Linked DNA regions of Rattus norvegicus: region 2 is linked to region 1. A link is a contact called in public Hi-C data. All regions are on one chromosome and are shown on one strand. The core of a region is the stretch at or near the end of the contact, and the rest is flanking DNA. Distances in the headings are between cores, read along the strand shown. Region 1 has its middle 43 kb from the start of Spin1. Region 2 has its middle 120 kb from the start of Spata31a5l1.

Region 1 (7,065 bases), core at 1,524-4,023:
CAGTTCTTTATTTGCCTGAAACCTCTCCTGGGACCTCGGCACGGAGGCAGCACTGTGCACAATGTGGGCATCAGATCTCATGAAAACAACCTTTGGGTGCTGCTAGTTTCTGCTTCATATCTGCCGTCCTGTAACACTGTGACAGCAGGACACTCCCTCCCCCCATAACACCTGTGACAGTGGGACACCCCCTTCCCCTCCCCTGTAACACCTGTAACACCAGGACACCCCCTCCCCCCATAACACCTGTGACAGTGAGACACCCCCTTCCCCTCCCCCATAACACCTGTAACACCAGGACACCCCCTCCCCCCATAACACCTGTGACACCAGGACACCCCCTCCCCATAACACCTGTGACACCAGGACACCCCCTCCCCCCATAACACCTGTGACACCAGGACACCCCCTCCCCCATAACACCTATGACACCAGGACACCCCCTCCCCAGCACCACCCCCTGCACCTTCTTCTCACCTCTCTACAAATTTATCTTTGATAAGATAACATGTAGACCTGATTTCAAATCACCCTCTGAGTTCTGGCACATTCCCAATGGGTATGCACACAGCACGTGTTAATATACTTGTTTTTCTACTGTTAATCTGTCTTTTGTCAGGTTAATTAGCAAGGCCCCCAAGTGAAAAGCCTACAAAGGCTTTTTTTCTCCTTCCTTTACACTGCAAGGTAGTGGCAGTCCTGTGGCCCACCTTGGTGACAGCAGCTTCAGGCCTTTGGTGGGAGGGAGGGGGTATACATATATGTGTGTGGGGGGGGTGTGAACAATGGTTAACAGTGGATCCATTTATATTACATGCGGTTTATAATAATTTAATTTAAAACAAAACGGGTCGTGGTCCTGGTGACTGTGGCTCAGTGGAAGAGGACTTGCCTAGCATGCACAAGGCCCCAGCTCTGTCCCCAACACTGCAGAAAGACAGCTATCTACTTTAAAACAGAGTCACGGGGATGTACAGTCGGTACGGTGCTTGTGGCATAAACAAGACGTGTGCCCTCCTGCAATCCCAGCATTCTAGGACTGGAGACAGGAGCATCAGAAGTTCAAGGTCCTCCTGGGCTACCTTGCAAGTTTGAAGCTAGCCTGGGTCATATAAGACCCTGTCTGAAAACAAAAGCCAACTAACTAACCCCAAACAGCTCCACCCCCCCACCCCCACCCCCAGTTTCTTCTGCAGGTGGCTAGACAGCTGTGTCTTCCACAGTGACCAGGGACCAGGAAGAAAGAGTAAATAGGGGGACCATAACCATAGTGGTGAGCTTTTGGTTTTTAGATAGAGTCTTACTGTGTAGCCTTGGCTCTCCTGGAACTCACTCGGCCAGCCCCAAACTCACAGAGACCTGTCTGCCCTTGCCTCTCAAGTTCTGGGTATGTTAAAGGCATGTAGCACCATGCTCAGCTTTTTCTAACTTCTTCTGGAAGTCTCTGTCACAGTTGAGCGTGCTGGTGTCTGCATCTAGATGCATTCCTGTTATCCCACATCTGTACCTTGAGTTTTCTCTGTAGCACTCACTGTTCTCAATCACACTAGACTCAGGATGCTTATAATATAGGTGTGCGTGTATGTATGTATGCATGTGTGTATGTATGCATGTGTGTATGTATGCATGCATGTATGTATGCATGTGTGCATGTATGTATGCATGCATGCATGTGTGTATGCATGTATATGTGCATGTGTGTATGTGTGTATGCATGTGTCTATTTTTATCGATAGATGGATGATAGATAAATGCATGTATATTAGAGTAGCTAGTTACCTAGTTACCTTTAACTGTGTGTTTCTTTGTGTGTGTGTCTGTGTGTGTATGTGTGCATGTGTGTGCACACGTGGGAGTGCAGGTACCCTCAGAGGCCAGAAGAGGGTATAGAATCCCTGAACTGCAATTTGAGGCTACTGTGAGGTACGTAACCTGGCTGCTGAGAACGGAACTGGGGTCCTCCAGAGCCGTCTCTCCAGTCTGGGGATGGTTAGAACTTATGCCCAACTGAGAACAGCCACTATAAAGACATGGTTGCTCTTGGAAGACTAGCAAAGGAAAACAGGCCTTCTTCCAAGGAGGATCCCAAACACCTAAACAGCTGGCCCTTCCAGAACTTTCTATTGTGGTTCGAAAGTAAAATGTCCCCCACAGGCTCATAAATTTGGATACTTAGTCCCCAGGGTGAAAAGTTGTAGAACCTTTAGAAGGGGGACTCTCACTGGAAGAAGTAGTTTAGTGATTTCAGCTTTGAGATTTGCTAGCCTAGGCCTGCTTCCTGTCTGTCCTCTGCTTTCTGACCGCTGACACGCATAACCAGCTACTTTGTGCTCCTCTAACCTCTACCATGTGCATGCCCACACTCTGGACAGACACACATATACACACACACGAGAGAATAAGAGAAAGAGAGAGAGAGAGAGAGAGAGAGAGAGAGAGAGACAGACAGACAGACAGACAGACAGAGACAGAGAGACAGAGAGAGACAGAGAGACAGAGAGAGACAGAGAGACAGAGAGAGACAGAGAGAAATTTAATAAAAAGAAAACTGTTAAGCCATAAGCTGCACCAGCTGTGAAAGTAGGTGCCATACAGTCTAGTAGTTTCCACATTTCTAACATTAGGATCTGGGAGATGGAGAGAAGCCGGGGTTACAGCTCAGGGACAGGATATGTGCTGAGCATGCGCAAAAGCCTGGTTTTGAGTCCCAACAGCCCTAAACAACCTGGGGCCAGAAAAGTTAAATATTTATCAAGGCTTTCGGAGCTCACATCCATGCTTGGCAAATGCTTGGAAGGAAGCCCAGTCACCTAGAAATCGTTTCTGAGTGAGTAACTGCGAGATGGGTTTTATCCAAAAAGAAACATCTGGATGCTTGACCGCACTTTGTTCCATTTCAACCAATCTGGCATATGTAGCTCTGTCCCCCGCCCAACACACACCAAAGACTTTGATTTTAAAATGAAAGCTGTGTCTCCTCCACAGCTGCCTCTTCTCCTTCCCCCTTTCTTCCTTTTCCTTGACAGTTGGGCTCTCTGTCCCCATCTTTGGGTCAAGAGGAAGTGACACTCACCAAAATGTGAATGTGTGAGTTAGCCTCACCAGAGAGAGCCCTTGTCTAGGATGATATATGAGCATGGGAGTTCACCAGAGAGCCCTTGCCCAGCATGTACAAGTTCATGGGTTCCACCTTAGCATTACATTAAATCATCCATATATATATGGATGTGTGAACACTGTCATTCACTTTCTCCGATACATAGTCTTTCACATTCGGAAGCTATTTTCCACAGAACCCCATTTCATTTGTTTAGCTGTGGAGATCATGTGTCCCATGACCTGTGCAGTTTATGGTCTTGCTAATGGAGACGGCTCAGAGGTCTTTTGTCCTACCACCATAGCTTCCCTTCTCAGCAGCACCGACAGTGTCGGTCGAAGCTCTCTGGAGACTGTCTGTGCAGCTCAGTTGGTGCAGTGCTTATCTAACATGATTGAGAGCCTGGATTTCAATCTTAGCACTGCATAAAACCAGGCATGGTGGTACATTCAAGAGGCCGGAGGATTAAGAGTCCAAGGCTATCCTCAGCTACATGTCAAGTTCAAGGCCAGCCTGGACTACCTGAGACCCTGCTTCAGAGAGGGCAACCAGAATGCCTTTTCACTGGTAGTGGAGATCCTGTTAGTCAAACACAGGCTGGGAAGCCTCCCAGAGGAGAACATTCATGAGCAGGACACAGTATAATTTGCTTGCACAGCGATCGATCTTCCTTAGTGCTGAGCACTGAGTGCCCGGACTCCGCCGAGACTGAAATCAGTGTCAATATTTATACCCGTCGCTCTAACGCGCACTGCTTTGCTTAATTGACTGATCTGCATTACTGGGCAGCACTTGGGTGGCGGATTACGAAAGCGACATTGACAAACCTATATCTGACTTGTGCTTGTGTGGGAATCAATCCAAATTTTTATTTCTTTCTTGTCTTTCTCTTTGCAAAAGACTTGTTGATTCCCCCTGCCCCAAGGGGGAACAGTTGGAAAACTCTTCCCCATGTAATAAGTCTCAAACATGGAAATTAGCTGAATTGGATGAAATAATATTTCCATGTCCACATGCTGGCAGCCTGAGCTCCAGTGCATGATGTGCAGTGTACATGTACACACACACACATACACTCACACACTCACACACACACACACACAAAAATACATACACATACACAAATACATACACACAAACATACACATATACACATATGCGTGCACACACATACTCACAAATACTTATACACACATATACAAATACACACACATGCACACACATACATACACATATATACACAAATACAATACACACATGCACACACATATACACATATGCACATACACATACACACACACTGAACACGCACACACACACTGAATACATACATATACACATATACACGCATACACACACATACAACATACATACACACACATACATACACAAACACACACACACACACACACACAGCTTTCCCCAGCCCTAAGTCTCCCTCCAGCACCCTAGGCTGCCACCCCTGTGTTTCACCTCTGACTCAGAATGGAAAGCAAACACTTAAATTTGAACCTCCTGATTTCCTATCAAGTCCCCTGGGAAAAACCACACCTCTGCTCTCCTAAACACCCTCTTTCCCACACACTGTTCTCCTGCGGTCAGGGAGCAAAAAGATGTAAGAACATGAGGCCTGTGCTCGCTTAATAAAGAAACAGGCAACTTCCCCAAAAGTCACATTGCTGGTGGCCAGTCACTGGAATGAACAGAACCAGAGACACAAGCAGCCACTTCCTCTTCTTCAGCCATGTGTAAGGAACAGTATTCTGACGTGTGACATGTGTGTGTATACATATGTATGTATGTATGTATGTATGTATATATACATATGTACGTACATATATATATATATATATATACATACATACATGGTACATACATTTGACAGAGAAGGGGAGAAAGACAGAGAGAGAGAGAGAGAGAGAGAGAGAGAGAGAGAGAGAGAGCTCATGACAGGGTCTCTCTCTGCAACCCAGGCTGATTTCACATTCAGAGTCCTGCCTCAGCCTCTTGGGTATTTGAATTTCAGGTGAATAAGGAAAACGTTTTTCTTTTTCTTTTTTTTTTTCATGTGCTTATGTGCGGGGTGCATGTATGTAAGCATGCGGTTGCATGTGTGGGGGCATGGTTGACACCTGGCATCATCCTCCATAACCCTTCACATGATTCACTGAGGTAGGCTCTCCCCACCAAACATAGAGTTTTGGCTTGCCGGCTTGCTCTTCTGTCCTGGCAGACAGCCAGGCCCCCCAGACGTTTACGTGGACTTGGGGGGATCGGTCCCCACACTGTCGCAAGTGCTTTAACTGCTGAGCCATCTCCCCAGTTCCAAATAAGGAATCCTTACTGAAGATGATCGCGCAACAAGGACTGGAGAATGGGCTCAACTCCCAGTGAAACGGAGACCTCCGGGGATTTATAGCCAAAGCTCAGGGGAGTGGGAGGAAGGTGGAAAATTACCAAGAAGAGTCATCCAGTGTGGGAGGCGCTTGCTCAACTGCGCTGCTACGATTTGGATGCTCCCAAGGTTGAAGTTAACGGGTTTGTTCCTCAGTCCCTGACGCTGCTGGAGCCAGGGAACCCCTCAGGGTACAGGGCCAGGTTAGAGAAAGCTAGGTCACTGGAGCTGAGCCCTGAGGGGACTGGGGACCCAGGACTCTGCCTTCCTTTGCTTCCCAGCTGCCATGAGGGGCTCGTCTTTTCCCATGTGTGGCAATGTCACGGGGTCTAAAGATAAGAAGCCAGGAGAGCAAGAGCTGTGCCTCTGACCCCAAGAGTCAAAATAACCCTTTCGCCTCTGTAAGTTGATTCTATCTGTTTTATTGGAGGGGCTTGTTTGTAGTTCATGGGGGCTAAACCCAGGGCTTTGTGAATGTTAGGCAAGCATTCGACTCCATCCGCTCTTGTTTATATCTTTTTAAAATTTTTCATATTAATGCATATTGTTTTCCATATTTTATGAGGGCTTCATTTAAGACTTCTATTATATTTTTATTACATTTTATTTATTATTAGAGATAACAATGTGTGTGAGACACACATCCCACAGGGAAAACGTGGAGATCAAAAGACAGCTTCTGCTAGCAAGCACAAGGCCCTGGGTTCGGTCCTCAGCTCCGGAAAAAAAAAAAAAGACAGCGTCTGGAGGTTGCTTCTCTCCTTCTACCTTGTGGGTCCCAGGGATGCAACCCAGGCCCTCAAGATTGTGTAGGAAGTTCCTGATCTCTACCCACTGAACCATCTTGCCAGCCCAAAACAAGATTTTATGTTTGTTAATTTATGCATTTATTATATTTTTTTATTTCATGTCTGTTCGTGTGTTGCCTGTGTTCAGTCCAAGGTAGACCCCCAAAATTTTGCTTCTCCCCACCCAAGGAATATCCTTGGCAGTTTGATCCTCAACCAATCTCTCTTTCTACCATGGTCTAGGTCAGTGATTTCAGTGCGCCTTCACTTGTAGTATGCGTGTCTGCGTGTGTGACACACATGTGACTCGTATTTGTAGAGGTCAAGAAGTGAGCATCAGAACCCCAGAACTGGAGTAACATGTGGCTGTGAGCCTCCATATGGATGTTGGGAGTCAAACCTGAGTCCAGTGAAAGAACAGCCTGTGCTCTGGCCACTGAGCCATCTCTCTTACCCCTTTATGTTGCGTTAAATAATAAAAAAAAAGGGGGGCACTATCCCACGTTACGCTGGGCACCGTCCGGCCACAAGGGCCAGCGCTAAGTTCCCATGTCCGGTGGCTCCCACGCCAGCCCCACACATACAAATTCTGTGACTGGCTGGGGTGCCCTGTACCTTTCTCTGGAACTCAGTTGAGTCGCCGCGTGGAGGAAAACAGCACAGAAACTTAGTTTAGAATCAACAGCGCAGCTACTCACATCCTGATTATTAAGCCACACTAAGTTAAATACTCCTGGGACGAATCTGCCATCTAAGGGGGGGGAGGGGGGACTCTCAGTCCTTAC
Region 2 (7,065 bases), core at 2,889-5,388, 76 kb before region 1:
TTCAGTATCTACAGGGGATCTCGGGGATCAGTGGCTGTCAGCTCTTTTATCATAGGCCATCGGTGAGTATTGTACTCCCTTATCTCATACACGCACATGCGTATCCCCAACGTGATCTTCAAAGCTCCGTGTGGTTATCCATTAGTATCTGTGTCAGCCTTCAGCACTGTAATGAAGTTCCTGAGGTGGTTTGTTTTTTCAGTACATGAAGGATAAAGGGAAGCTGACGAGACAACACAGTTGGTAAAGTGCTTTCCCGAGTTCAGTCCCCGGAACCCACATTATTAAAAAGAAAAAGATGTTGAGCACAGTTTTGTGCACTTGAAATCCCAGAGCCGGGGAGACAGAGATGGGTGATCCCTGGGCCTCAGTGTACCTTCCTTAGTAAGTTCCAGGCCAAGGAGAGACTTTGTCTCCTAAGAGAGAAGGGGAGGGTGTGTGAGTAAGACCACACAAGGCTGTTCTCCGGCCTCCATGTGCACCCACACACACAAACACACACACTCAACCCATATAGGAGGAAGGCTCCTGTATCTCACACATTCAGTGGTTTCAATCTACACTGTTACTTTGAGCCTAAGACTACATAGTGCTCTGTAGTAGGACATGATGGCAGGAGACCTGCTCATCTGATGGCATCGGAGAAGAAAAGGAGAGGGTGCAGATAAAGAGATGAGGTCCCTGGGCTGGAGAGATGGCTCAGTGGTTAAGAGCACTGACTGCTCTTCCAGAGGTCCTGAGTTCAGATCCCAGTAACCACATGGTGGCTCACAACCATCTTTAATGGGATCTGATGCCCTCTTTTGGTGTGTCTGAGACAGCTACACTGTACTTATATGTAATAAATAAATAAATCTTTTTAAAAAGAAAAGAGAGAGAGAGAAAGAGAGAGAGAGAGAGAGAGAGATGAAATCCCAGTGTCACCCCTCAACTTTATGTCCCCAGTGGTCTGACTTTCTGCCACTAGGTCCCACCTGTTATGCACGCTGACAGTGCCAGGGCTGCGGACCAAGCCTTCACCATATAATGACAGGACCTAACTCACTCCATTTTAGAACAGGTAGCCATTTAGGCTTTAAGCTTCAGTTTCCCGAGAAAGCAGGCAAGGGTTCTCAAAAACAACAACAACAAAACTCACAGACACTGAGCCTGACATCTAGCCAAGGGAGACAGGCAGCTCAAGGACTGAGACAGTTCCTGGAATTTCTCTAAGACCTGACCAAAAATGGTAAAGCTAATAGAGCAACCAATTAAAAATACACTAATGTAATTGCTGCCCACCTAGTCAATCATATTAAAAATGACCTAACCATCCCTAAAATTGCCCTAGTGGTGCTTAAAAGGAGCCTGAGGGCTCATTTGGCCCTTGCCATTTTTGTTTGAATGGCTGACCTCCCTACATGCTGGTTATTTCTGTAGACTAAACACTCTTGTCTATTACATACTATTTGAATCTGAGATTTGCCTTCAGTGACTCTCAGACCCTTACAACAGGCCTTTGGGGGATATTTCAGATCCAAAGTGCAGGAGTATTTGCAGAAGGTTGGTTCTAGCATCCTGGTCAGGCACCAAAGTCCTCTGATACTTAAGTCCCTAATGTAAAATCTTGTAGCATTCTCTTAGAGTCTGTATATCCACCATTATAGTGTGTGCACGCGAGCGCACATGTTAGTTAGGGTTTGTATTGCTATGATAAACACCATAACCAAAATGGCATGGGAGGAAAGGATTTCTTTGGCTTACACATCTACATCAAAGAAGCCAGGGTGGGAACTCAAGGTTGTGTGAAAAAAAAAATAGAATATGTTGGTGTCATAAAGGATCTACTAACCCTGCTTAAGAAACATTAAGTTACATAAAGTAAAACTCAGGCTCTCCTCTCAGCATTCTTCTGCCAGGCGGACAGGATGACCTTGGTTAACAGCTGCCTGAAAAAAGCAGCACTAGTCTGTGTCAGGATGACTACAATAATATTGTTACATTGTAAATCTTTCGGCAAACAACCAGACCTTGGATTTTCTGCTGCTGTGAAACCTGTTTAATTGCTCAAAATGTAACTTGAGGCCATGAAACTATAAACTGATGGGATTCTCATTCTGGGCTTGTTCCCTTTGCTACATTAGCCAGAACCAAGTGTTAAGGAGTTTTTCCTTTATTAATCTTAGTGTCCGCATGATTTCTCACTGGGAAAGCATGAGGTCATTTCCTCAACTCAGGTTCCCTTTCCCTAAACAACTCTTGTTTGTGTTAACTTGACAAAAAAACAACAGTGTGTGTGTGTGTGTGTGTGTGTGTGTGTGTCCACGCGCTCGAGTGCGTATGCGCATGCGCACACGTTTTGCCACGGACTGAACCGGTCTCTACATGTTAAATACATGTTCTACCATTGAACTTTACATTTCCCAAACTCCTTCACATGTTAAATCATTTCTAAATTACTACTCATATCCAAGACCACGTAAGCACCATGTAAGTTGTTATAGTCTAATGTTCGGGAAATAAGGAGACGGGGAAAAGGTTGCGCATGCTCAGTACAGATGAAACTTTCCTTTTCAAACATTGTTCGTTTACAGTTGGCTGAACCAGTGCTGTGGAGCCCGCATAAGCAGAGGGCTGGCTGTAGTCATAGGCGACTCTCCCTAACACTTCATGCAATTCTATTCTATTCCGTTTAGAATGGCAGATGTGGGACCAGATCTAAGCTGATCACCCCTGACCTGCACCTCCAGGTGTTGATGCCAGGCATGATCCTGTCTTCTTGACCGAAAGCAGGATCTGTACCTTGCGTTCTGGCCAACAGAATACGGCAAAAGTTTATCACGTGTTAGTTTTACGGTTAAGCAACTTTACATATGACTTCTCTCTTAACACACTGGAGTGCTCCGGTGAGAAAACAGTCACCTTGAGGCACCCTAGGTGGTAAAACCCCACAGAAGGGCTCTAACATCCGGGCAATGTCTGGAACAAGACTGGTAACAAGATTAACACTGGCAAATAGCAGGACCCTTGAGCAGAGTGGACCAGAGAAAACAAACTGTTGATAAATTGAATGAATTTGAAAGAGGCTTTGTCCTCCCCTGTTGGGATTTCAGAGGAAGCACACAGTTCATGGTGTATCTTCGTTTTAACCCTGAGTAAGGGGCTAGCTAAGCTGGACTCAGAGTCCTGACCAGAGGATCTGTGGGTCAGCAAAGGTCTATAGTTTAAAAAAAAAACAAAACAAAAACTGCTTTGTGGTGGATCACACTCAATGAGTTTTATGGCCTATTTATGGGTTGGCTGTCGCCCTTTGAAAAACACAGATATGGACAGCCACATTTTTGAATTGTGCAGGAATGTGACCTTGAGGTTGTCAACAAATCATACAAGGATATCTGTGACAGGCATTTGGACGCGTGTGCTGGGACAGGGAAGCCACTGTAGCATAGAAGTATTGGAAATGATGATTACATTCTCTTCCTCCCTCCTTACAGGGGAAGATGATACCGAAAAGCCATCAGAGAACCAGCCTCTGTGAAGTGTCAGACTCTAAGAGAAAAGAGATCATTAGGACAGCTACCAAAGATGAGGATGTGACTCGGAAACTGAAAACAGCTAAGGCGTGACACAGAGAGTGAAAACGGGTAAGGCTCCATCGAGGCTTCTGGAGCTGAGCCTGCAACCACTGTATACTCTATTTTCTGTTTTCAGGGCTTTGTTCTCCACCGCGCGCAAGTGGCCAGTCATGACTCCATGATGTCACCTGTGAACTGTGAGGTTGTGGCTTAAAGAAATACCTCCAGCCCTCATCATCTGGATCTCAAAACATAGAAGAAACATAGACTCGGAGCTTCTTCTCTGTTACAGGAATTTCATCTGAATTGAAACATCCCCTCCACCCCTCGGAGGTGTGGCGTGAGACTCAGGAAGTGAACAAACATTGCATGCCTTTGCTAACCTAAACAAACAAGGCTCTCCAGGGCCCCTCCTGGAGGTTATAGATGCTGTAAGCAATTTCAGCCGAGCTACAGATTCTCGGGTTGCAGAGAGGAGGTTCTCCCAACTCTTGAGTTGCTCGCGAGTCTTGGAGAGGAAAGCTGCAACTGTGGAGTTCCTCACGGTGTTGGGGCGGAGCTTTTCAGTGAGGCCTCTGAGTCATTCCAGTAAACCACTGGAGGCCTGAGTGGCCAGACCCCGCCCCCAGGCCAAGCCCAGTCTCACCAATCTCAGAAGAGGCTCAGCCTCGCCTCCCAGACTACAAATCCCAGGCTACCTTGGAAAGTGTCCCCACGAATCCCCACCCAAGAAACCCTATATAGAGCCTCCCTCCTGCTCAGTTCTGTGCTGCTTCTTTCCCCAGCAGGAGCAGCCATTCTCTTGTGTCCTTCCCTCTAAATCTCGTGTGAGGTTTGCTGTGTGGTGTGAATTTGTGGTATTCCTGGGCTCCTGACTGCTGGGATACCTTTCCCAACCGAGCTGTAAAACTCACGACCCCTGCTCCTATAAAGTAACTCCTCCCATACCATACCCCATCAGTAACTCTAACAAACCCCCTGGCTTCACAGAGTTGGTATCCCTCCATAGTGTCTGGCGATAAATACTTTTTCATTTTATTTTGTGAAGCTCAGGCTGCCCTCAAATTTAGGATTCTCCTACCTAAATCTTGTAGGTGCTGGGATTACAGGCATGTACCACCATGACCAGCTAAGAAATACATTCTTCCTATGTGCGAATCATAATGTCATGGTGGGAGACCTCTTTCCACAGATGGGAGCAGTCATGTAACTAACATTTGAGAATTCAGTAGCAGGTTGACAAGAGTAAAAAGCGGTTAAGAACACTGACTGTTCTTCCTGAATTCAGTTCCCAGCAACCACATGCTGTCTCTTACCAGAACCTGTGGGTAGTCTCAAAAAGGCAGGACAAAAATTGAGAAATATGTAAGAGGGCATTAGACTCTGTCAAAGAAATAGAGCCATATAAAATATCCATCTCTAGGTGTCAGTCAATCATCTCTTCATTCATCACCTATGTATCTGTCTGAATGGATTTGTTATGAGGAATAGGCTCACGTGATTACACGCCCTAGAAAATTGCACACTTGGTGGTGTAGTTCAAAGGTCTGACAGCGGGGATCCAGAGAGCCAATGCAGTAGATTCCAGTCCACCCAGGACGACCTGAGAACTGTCCGTCACCGCTGAGCAGATCCAGGACCCAGCACCAGGGGTCAGAGAATGTGACCCTGTTTCCTCTTCTTGGTCCTCCGTTTGGGCCTTCGGTGGAGTGGGCGAGGGTCACCCACAACAGAGAAGCTGGTCTACCTTTACCAGTCCCAAAGCTGAGCTCCTCTGTGATGCCCCCCTCCCCACAGACACACAAACAGTAGTGTTTAATTTGATCTCTGGACTTGTAGTGACAATGACCAACTGAACCATCACAAGCAATGTGGGACTGGAGTAACCAAGAGGTCGAGGAACAAAAAGACCCTGGGAGCCATGGACGTGGTTGAGTAAAGTCACAAGTAGTGAACTTGTCCAGCAAGAAATGACCAAAAAGTCACAAAACCTGGAGAGGGGAGGGGCAGAGGACAGAGGAGGGAGATAGATATGAACTGAGTATAGAAGCATGGAGAGACTTGGTGAAGAAAATGAACCCTACATATCCAAGTCATGAGAATTAAGCAGCAGAGAAATGAAGAAGCGGCAGTGTAGTAACAGAGCAACGTTCTATGATTTTAAAAAATGAGTCTACACCTAAAATTATTTTAATTAACAAAAAAGAACTTGGAAGATGTTGTTCAAGACACTTAGGTATCTACCAGACCTCCAACCACCAAGCCTGGTGCCCTGAGTTTGATCCCGGTACCCACGTGGTAGAAAAAGCGAATGCCTTCCTCTGACCTCCACACGTGTGCTGTGACATACGGGTGCCCACGTACACATCGTATACACAGAGGATGAGGATGAGGAGGATAAACGTGTTAGCCACCTACATGCCTTAAATTTATTAATGGCTATTGACAGAGACTTCCAGTGAGACTGAAGCCAAGACTCGCACATAGTCCCTATGTTAAAAAACAAAGACCATCAAGTATAATTTTTACATAAAGAATTAAGATCATTAGGGAATAATAGCGGGATATGATTGGTCAGAATGGCCAACTGAAGAAGCGTGTTCTAGGACCAAACAAAAAGAACGGAGGCTGAATGGTGTGAGCAGAAGAGCCTCTGGGGGGCAGCGATGGGCGCATTGTGTGGAGCGGTTAGAGGCAGCTTCCATGAGCAGCTGGAAAGAAGTCACCAGTCAAGATCCAAAGAAAACAGATGCTTGACAAGGTTGAGAAGAATTTCAACAAAGAGATGAATGAGAGTAAAGGGGAAAAAAAAAAAAGAGATGGCCAGGGCACCTAAGGGCTAGCTCCAAAGGAAGATCCCTCACTTCAAGGCTTGACATGATGAGGGGAAAGGATGGGGCAGAGGTGCTGTTGGCACCTGCGGAGGCTGGAGCAGGAGGCGGGGCTATGGAATGGAAGGCGTGGCCGCGGTGCAGGAGGCGTGGTTATAGTGTAGGAGGCGTGGCTATGGTGCCCGAGGCAGGTTATGGTGCAGAAGGTATGGCCTTGGTACAGGAGGCAAGCCTGTGGCTCAGACCTTGGTATAGTAAGCCTGGCTGTGATACAGGAGATATGACTATGGTTCCGGGGGTAGGGGGGTGGAGCTATGGTAGGAGCAAGAAATGGCTGTTTCATGAGAACTGACTTTGGTGAGTTCAGAAGGCCTGGTCATGGAGGGTGCAGGAGTCTGTTCTCTAAAATCCCCCAGAAATGTCTTGTTTGGGCCAGCTGAACCATTACTCTTGGGCACACAGAATTCGGTACCAAGTCTTAGTTGCTACATATTTGTCATCTGCTCTAATGTGTTACGTTAGATCCGCATATTTGTTATATGTTTTTGCTTTCAGATCTCTTATGTGACATCTTTTTATTACAAATGATATTTGTATGATTTATAACAAAATGCAAACAAGCCGAGTGTGGGTACTAGGAATGAGGATTGCAAGTGAAAGGTCCACGCTATAGACTTGTG

What was found. A called contact is a pair of places that touch in the nucleus more often than the background predicts.
Region 2: a contact with region 1 is called in a Hi-C map of liver, with 2.6 times the contacts expected there. The contact joins two enhancer-like sites. A contact is called at or near these places in 3 of 12 Hi-C or Micro-C datasets (hepatocytes, liver and prefrontal cortex).

What each region holds. Positions count from the first base shown.
Region 1 is chr17:14,296,954-14,304,018 of GRCr8, reverse strand. No RefSeq gene overlaps it. Among named protein-coding and RNA genes, the nearest start is that of Spin1, 43 kb to the right of the region's middle. Within about 2 kb of position 2,773, at least 5 of the 93 cell types and tissues checked have an H3K27ac peak or open chromatin away from gene starts, as enhancers often do. A contact at or near this core is called in hepatocytes and liver, where this site is marked.
Region 2 is chr17:14,373,839-14,380,903 of GRCr8, reverse strand. No RefSeq gene overlaps it. Among named protein-coding and RNA genes, the nearest start is that of Spata31a5l1, 120 kb to the left of the region's middle. Within about 2 kb of position 4,138, at least 35 of the 93 cell types and tissues checked have an H3K27ac peak or open chromatin away from gene starts, as enhancers often do. A contact at or near this core is called in hepatocytes and liver, where this site is marked.